Linked DNA regions of Mus musculus: all the other regions are linked to region 1. A link is a contact called in public promoter capture Hi-C and targeted proximity ligation data. All regions are on one chromosome and are shown on one strand. The core of a region is the stretch at or near the end of the contact, and the rest is flanking DNA. Distances in the headings are between cores, read along the strand shown.

Region 1 (2,599 bases), core at 29-2,528:
TACCCCTGTCCAAGACAAGCACTTTGACTGTGAACCTGACCACCTGAATTTTGTCCCTGCATCCCAGATAAGGAGCTGGATGATGTGTGTTATTCCAGCACTCTTTTTTTTAAATTTATTTATTATATGTAAGTACACTGCAGCTATCTTCAGACACACCAGTCAGATCTCCTTAAGGATGGTTGTGAGCCACCATGTGGTTGCTGGGACTTGTACTCAGGACCTTCAGAAGAGCAGTCGGGTGCTCTTACCCGCTGAGCCATCTCACCAGCCCTTATTCCAGCACTCTTAGAGGGACATGGAAGTCAGAGACAGAATCTGCAGGAAGCTTAACATCCAACTGGGAGTATGCTACACAGCAAAGCCCTGCCTCAACAAGGAAGGGAACCCCTCCCAAACCTCTCTAGCTAAATACTTATATATCGACTGAAGTGTGCTCAGATTTTCCTAGAGCACCCTGAGGTCACTGTTGCCAGAGAAAGCTGAGCCCTGGCCTGCTACTGCACAGAGTTGTCTGGACTATGCACTGCCTGTTCTGCTATGTAGGCCAGGAGTACAGGGAGTCAGGCACTAATCCTTAGCAACTGAGTAGTCTTGAGGGCCAAAAAAGAAATGTGCAGATGAGACCACTAAAATAGATTTAAGAGAAAATATTTGGTTCGCAGGAGACGACACTTGGAGAGACTGACAGCATCCAGTGGTAAATGGATAGGCTCAAAACCTATGAAAAAGTGGGGTCCTGGCTGTTTAGGGGCAGGGAGGGCTAAGTTATCTACACCTAGTTACAAAGGAGGGAAGTGACTAACAGGAATTTAGATCTTGCCGTGACCCACCAAAACTGGTTAAAAAAAAAAATGTCCTTTCTTGCCACCGGTGTATTTTGTAGGCCGTTGGCAAGACCAGAGGCCAGCGCTGTCCATGGTAACTCTTTTGTGACTAAAAGCTTACATTCATTCATTTTCTCCTTTCATCTTGTTTCCAAAACAAATCCTGGAGGGCCGGTATCCCAGTTAGGTACCACGTAGGGATGGGGTCGAAATCACCTGGGTGGCTGTCAAGGCACGCCGGCTGGTCGACAAGTGATAGGCACTAAGGCCGGTTCTTCCCGCCAGACCCCTCCACTCAGGAAGCTCCTCCTCCGGAGGGCTGACAAACCGCCACTTCCACAGCATCCAATCAGATGTAACTGGAGGCGGGACAAGTTGCCGCTGATGGCTAATCAGTTTGTTAGGGCGGGGCTGCGGAGGGGCCGCGACGAGGTTTTCCCAGCCTTGAGAGACCCGGGTGAGGGCTGTGCGCGCTCTGCGCGCGCCCGCTCCAGAGCAGCCTCTCGGCGCGCTCTGTCCTCGGGTCGCGGCGCCCGTCACTCTCTGGTTCTGCTGAGGCCCAGGAACCTGGCTGGGGCAGGGACTGGAGGCGCGGGACGGCGCCTGGAGGTGGGTGCGGAGCGGGAGGCCCTGTAGCCGGGTGGGCGGGCGGGCTGGGGTCGACGCCTGTGTCCGTCCAGCCGACTGACGAGGGGTCAACTCAGCGAACCAGGGCGCAGAGCCCAGCGCTCGAGCCGCCTGCTTCCTGGCCGGTGCTCCCTTCTCTCTGATATCACTCCAGGCTATCACTGGGCAGAGGACACTTCTTCCCTTTTGCCCTCATCCTCCTCACCCTGTCTCCCTTTGTCGTCTTGGCATCTTCACTCTCCTGGTTGAACCGTTGGGTAGCTTTACCACCCCGCCTTGCCAGCGCCGAATTGTACTAGCGCCTTCAGACACCATCCATCTGGCTTTGTCATCTGTACCATCTCACCTGTTCATCTCGACTCTGTCCGTTCAGTCTACCACCTGCCTTCAGCCATCAAAATTCAACCTAGGTCCTCCTCCTCCTCATCTCCTCTCAGGGGACTCCTCCCTGGCACCCTGAATGTCCCCTACACCTGCCCCGCTCAGCCTCAGCCCCAGGCCTCTCCTTGTTTTTGCTCCTTTGTTGTCCCTGCAGCTGTCTCCTGGTTGTCTTTACAGCTGTGCTTTAGCCTCTATTCATCCTTCCACCCCATCAATACCAAACCCCAGCCCAGAATTCTCTCCACTTCGGACCAGAAACACTCGACTCTGCCAGCTCTCTTCTGGGTCTAGCCCTCTCCTCCCACAGCCTGGCCATCTCATGTCTCTTTCAGCTGGCCTGGTCTCCTCCAGCTTTCTGCATTCCAGAGAATTGCTCTGGCTTCAGGGGTCCCGACCTCTTCTGTTCTTCTTGCTCTCAGCCATTGGCACGCTCTCCTACTTTTCTTCCCCCAGCAGCTTCCCAGGGAGTCATGGAGCTGAACACCAAGAAGAAGCTTCACGCCCTGTCCCTGGCTGAGAAGATCCAGGTGCTGGAACTCTTGGATGAGTCTAAGATGTCCCAGTCAGAGGTGGCCCGGCGCTTCCAGGTCTCACAGCCCCAGATCTCACGGATCTGCAAGAATAAGGAGAAGCTGTTGGCAGACTGGTGCAGTGGCACAGCCAACCACGAGCGGAAGCGGAAGCGTGAATCCAAATACAGTGGGATCGATGAGGCTCTACTGTGCTGGTACCACATTGCCCGAGCCAAGGCCTGGGATGTAACG
Region 2 (2,599 bases), core at 42-2,541, 1.1 Mb before region 1:
GCCAGACAGACAGGGCTGGGGACCTTGGGCTTTGAACCTAGCAGATGTGCCTTCTCAGCATCCGGGACCTCCGGCTCACCAGAGCACTGGTGGGCCAGCTGTCCTAGTTCATCACAGCCCTCCCCTCCCCCAAACACCTGTCACAGCTTCCTGGGGGGGGGGGGAGGAAGTGAGGGTGAGGGGTCAGTGTGAAAGACCCATGCTTGATAAAGGGGAAACAAAGAGCCCATGCTTTGAGGAGAAAGGGGTACACCCCCCTCCCCAAGGGTACAGCTATCACACTTGGAGCCAGCTGCATTCCAGGGCTGGGCTAGGGTAGGCATTAGAGGGCAGGCCCACTCCTCCACCCTACCCCTGGGGGCCTGAGTCACCATCTGAACAAGCAAGGAACATGGGGTGGAGAACCAGAGCTGGGAGAGCTGGTTAACCTGTCTCTGTAGACAGAATGGCAGGCTAGCCCACAACAACTCCTCAGATCCTTTGTAACACTTGAGACAGTTAAACTAGTACCTTTCAACTAGTGTCGATGCTAGCCCAGACTAGACTAGACCTTTCACTGTTAGCCCAAGCTAGACCCCTGCCTCCAGCAGGCTATCTAGTTCTTCTAGACTCGGCGAGGACACTATGCTTAACCTGAGGCAGTACCACGAAGGACGCAAGGTCCCGGGCAGCGGAGAAAGCTAGAGTGTCTTAGGTCAGGCAAGAAAGAGCGCACACTCACTGGGAGCGGCGAGTGCAAGACCGGTGGCTTGGCAGCAGAGCTCCCATTGACTCTGGAGACAGACCGACTTAGGGCCGATTTTAGGGTATCCGCGCGGGGTGGGGAGCACACCTGGCAGTCGTAGAGTCGCGTGAGCTGTTCTAAAATCCACTCCTCCAGGTTGAGGCGCTTCCGTAGCTCCTTGCGGTCGTACTTGACGGTGACCTTCCCTTGCCGTCTCACCGGGCCATCGTCATCAGCGCCCCCCGGGCCTTCGCCTGCGGCCCCAGGGGGACTCTGGAAGTAGACTCGGGGCCCTGTGCTGCCACTGCCCGGCCCGGGGGCCGGGGCAGCTAACGCCGCGCCCCCCGCGGGGCCGCTGTCCGCCATGGCGGCCGCCGGGGCCACGTGCGCGCTCGGGCCCCTCCCTGCGCCGCCGCCTCCCGGACGCCCGCCGGCTGGCTCCCGGCCGCTGGCTCCGGTTAGCTCGCGGGCTCCGTTCCGCGCAGCTCCGCGGCGAGGGCGGCGGCGGGGGCGCCCGGGGGCAGCTGCAGCATGCGGAGCCCCCGGGCTTGGCCTGGCCGCGCCCCGCCCCCTCCCCACCGATCCGCCCGCCCTTTGTCCCCCGCGGCCGCCGCCCGAGCCGCCGCCGCTGCCGCTTTCTCTGTCTTGCTCTCTTCCCCCGCCCCCCGACCACACCCCCTTAAAGGGCCAGCCCCGCTTCAGGCCCCCTCTCCCCAACCCCGCCTCCTGAAAGGGGATAGGGGAGGATCTACTTTGCCGGGTTTGGGGACTGTCTGTCCGGTTTCCTATAACTTAACCTCTGGCCTCAAACCTAGACTTCTAGGTGTCGGATGCCTGGATCTTCACGCCACTAGGACCATAGTCCTCTTCTGACCCTGTTTCATTCTGTCACTAAGGTAGAAACAGACAGTCTAGGCATGAGACGGTGTGGGCGCAGATGCGGTGAGGAACGTGCGGGACCCTTGGTCATCAAGGGGCGAGAGAACTTCCGCGCATGGGTCGACACGTGGACAGGGCTTCCGGGGATCGGAGGTGTAAAGGGGTCCAGGCACTGCCCAGGTGCCGGCCGGGATGCCCTACTTGGTCTGGTCTCACGCCCCTCAAGGAAGAGCTCGGGGTGGGGGCGTGTAGATTTGGCCGTTTGGCTTACAATAGCCAGGACTGGGACGACCACCGCCCACCGGCTGAGATGGCGGCGCGCGTGGTATTGTGGGCAATGTAGTCAGCGGCTCGTCGATGCTGCCCCTCCCAGCTGCAGAGCCCGCATTGAAGCGCAAACTTGTTTGGGGCGCGCCCCTCTGAGCTGGCAGGATTGTGCTGGGCGAGGCCCTGGGCGCCCCGCAGCTTGAGCGTGTGCAAAGGAGGAAACTCGGGTGCAAAGAGCTAGCATGTGGGGAAGCCAAAACTCACAATGATAAAGGTAATAATAGCAGTTGACCCCAAATGAGCGTTTATTGGGACCCCTGCCTGTTCTGCTGTAGGGACAGCAAGCTAGTTCACCCAGTAACTTCTCGATCCTTCACACTTTAGGAGGCCACCTTCCAGTCTTCCTTTATTCTGTCTGCATCTTTAAATTGTTTCATTCATTCCTTTGTCTTTCTGCTAGAAAGCGAAAATTTGGTGGGCCAGAGCTCTGAGGACTCTGCTGATACCTTAGCTTGGGTCAGCGTGCTCCTTGTCAAACCTACAGGCATTAGGACACTATTAGGTCCATACCGAATTCTAGCTCGAAAAACTCTCAGACTCAGGCAAAGGACTCTCCATCCTATTGGTTGAACAAACGACCGAAAAGAGGTGGTGGGTGGGGGGGGGGGGACCGATGGACTTCCTCTGAAGGCTGTGGGGAACATTAAACGGGAAAACTCGTGGACACTT
Region 3 (2,599 bases), core at 30-2,529, 1.0 Mb after region 1:
GTAGCGGGTGCCAGGCTCTAAAGGAGTTCTATGGCTCTAACAACCCGGATGCTAACGTCATCTGGTTACTGACACCTCAAGTTCTGGGTCCTTTCTTGGTACCAGCGACCACCAGACCCCCTGCTTCTGCCCGCCGACTCCCGGAGCCCAACACTCACGCCCAGCCCTGTCCCAGGCCGCGGCCAGCCAGCATCACCCCCCGAATGCTGGGATCCGAGCGGAGGAAGAGCACCACGTTGCCCAGCAGATTGAGCAGCTGATAAGCAGCTAGCGCCAGTTGCAAGGCCCGGGCCAGTGGTCCCAGCGGGGGTGGCCCAGGCCCCAGCACCATCACGTAGGCCAGCTCCAGGACCACGACGGCGGCCCACAGCGCGGTGAGTACCAGTGGCATCCGCGCGGGCGCTCCTTCTGCGCCCCGAGCTGCCCAGGACTCCCCCATGGTCGGACCCACCGGCTTTCCGATCGCTGGGATCCCACTGCTTCCGCATTGGGGAGGGCCTAGCAGCGAACTGACGTCTCCTGCAACCAATAGGAGCTCCGCAGGGGGTGCGTTGCGCGCGCCAGACTTATAGGGAGGGGCCACAGATACGGAGAAGTGATTGGCTAACTGACCAGATGTTCGAAAATCTGATTGGTGATGCTGCCCAGGTGTCAAAAAGAAGCAGTCCGCCCAGCGTACTGCAGTAGCCGCCCCTGGTGTGGCTTGCTGCCACTCCATGAGGATTGAGTTGCAGCCCCCGGGGCGTCGGGGTTTCCCGGCTCAGCACATTCTCCCTACACTCCTCTACAGCCGCCCCGGTATTAATAGACCTGGCTGGCCCTATCATCTGGCCCTGAGCCTTTCCCCATGCTCGGGTGTCTCCATCACCCTAGAAAACTCCCCAAACAACTTGTTGACTTGCTGTTACAGACTGTGAAATAGAAATAGGGGTCTGTTTCTCGAGCGCAATGCTTAGGAGGGACAGACTCAGGTCCAAGGGGCAGCCTTTAGGATGCCTACAGCCACCACTTGGAATCCACTTAATAGATGAGGAAACAAAGTCCATGGCTGTCCCAAGATCACACAGCAAGTTAACCACAGAGCTAAAATGCGAACCCACTATCTAGGCCAGTAGTCATCCCAGCATCCCCCGCGATTCCGCAATCTTTGACTCCAGCACAATCTCTTCTCTGGTCCAGTTCCCAACCTCCCTCGCCCCCTATCTGGCCCCACCCACGTACCCCATATTTAGTACGAACCCGATCTGGGGGCTGGACCGGGCCCTACTTAACCCGGCCTGAGTGTGCAGGAGCTCGCCCAGTGAAGCAGAGCGGAGCCAAGAGCCTGAGCAAGATGATGATGGTTATGCAGCCCGAGGGTCTGGGGGCCGGGGAGGGGCCCTTCTCTGGCGGTGGGGGCGGCGAGTACATGGAACAGGAGGAGGACTGGGACCGCGACTTGCTGTTGGACCCGGCCTGGGAGAAACAGCAGCGGAAAGTGAGTGCTCACCCATTTCCCAAAGGCAAAAACTGAGGCTGGGAGGCCAGGCAGTTCTTCTCGGGCATCTGGGCAGTTCAAGGTCAGAGCCTGGCTGTAATCTAGAGTGCAGCTCCCCAAACCAGGCTCTGCCCACCAGCTATATGCTGTCCTCAAAGATCAGAAGAGTTCTCATAGGGATTTAGGATATCAAGGACACCGTGGAGTCCCTCAGTGACTCCCCAATAACTTTAAGCCCACTGCCCCTCTTGTGTTGGTGAAAGTGGATTTTGGACAAGGTCCAAGAGACCCAACTCATTCTTGGATGGGAGGTGAGGGGTTCTCAGAAAGTTATGTTCCTTTAGTCTCCAGTTAAGTATCCCTAGACCCCATCCTGAGGAGAACATGCCAGACACACAACCAGTGGATTTGGGGTGTAGGAGAGAACAGCTGTCTCATATTCTTTCCCATCCTCTACTCTGTCTTCTGCTATGGGTGGATCCCTCTACTGGCTTGACAATGGAGGAAATTGAGGCCCAGAAAAGGGCACAGATAGGCAGGCAGCCTGTTGTGTACTGAGGAAGAAAAGAATGCCCCCATCTGAGGGTCTTTGTTCCTTGCCTCACCCCACTCTTTCCCAAGATTCCCCTCCCTGTCTAGAAGCCCTGAGTCTGCTGAAAAGGCCAGAAGGTCAGGAGGAGGGGAGCCCCGGCTCCCCTTACCAGTAACCTAACCCAGGCTCCCACATGGACACTTGTGCTGAGGCAGCGCCTTTGTGGGAGCTCAAGAGGGCCATGAGGGCAGCCATTGCCCAGGCTCAGCCTTGCAGGGCACTGCCCCCTCCTTCCCTGGATCATTTCACCCCTGGCTACCAAGAGGAGGGAGCAGGACACCTGGGTTCCCTGAAGAGAAAATGATTCCATCCGAACTGAGGAATTTTTGGGGTTCTGAAGGCCAGGCTTAGGGTGAGCACCATGAAGCCATGGAACCTGCCTTTTGCCAATTGTGCGTGCTTTTAGGAAAGTAGAGGGCATTGCAGACCTGAGAACCCCAGAATTTACAAGCAGATCGTTTCCGCTGTGTTAGATGACAGGAGCTGACTGCGGGGGGGGGGGGGGGGGGTGAGAAGCCTGAGCTGAATGG

What was found. Promoter capture Hi-C pulls out the DNA fragments that hold promoters and counts their contacts.
Region 2: a promoter capture Hi-C map of maxillary cranial neural crest shows a contact between it and region 1. A contact is called at or near these places in 4 of 39 promoter capture datasets (the C10 cell line, hippocampal neurons, maxillary cranial neural crest and 1 more).
Region 3: a contact with region 1 is called in a targeted proximity ligation map of astrocytes, with 3 times the contacts expected there. A contact is called at or near these places in 1 of 39 promoter capture datasets (liver), 1 of 130 datasets of targeted methods (astrocytes) and 1 of 9 other capture datasets (liver).

Annotation. Positions count from the first base shown.
Region 1 is chr19:5,892,807-5,895,405 of GRCm38.p6, reverse strand. It overlaps Tigd3 (tigger transposable element derived 3), which reads left to right and starts at 1,278. Exons shown (of 2, transcript NM_001362045.1): 1 at 1,278-1,436; 2 at 2,289-2,599. The coding sequence starts at 2,306.
Region 2 is chr19:6,973,740-6,976,338 of GRCm38.p6, reverse strand. It overlaps Ppp1r14b (protein phosphatase 1, regulatory inhibitor subunit 14B), which reads right to left and starts at 1,291. Exons shown (of 4, transcript NM_008889.2): 1 at 833-1,291. The coding sequence starts at 1,090. It also overlaps a transcript of Plcb3 not described here.
Region 3 is chr19:4,876,589-4,879,187 of GRCm38.p6, reverse strand. It overlaps Actn3 (actinin alpha 3), which reads left to right and starts at 1,279. Exons shown (of 21, transcript NM_013456.2): 1 at 1,279-1,477. The coding sequence starts at 1,334. It overlaps Zdhhc24 (zinc finger, DHHC domain containing 24), which reads right to left and starts at 520. Exons shown (of 3, transcript NM_027476.3): 1 at 159-520. The coding sequence starts at 439.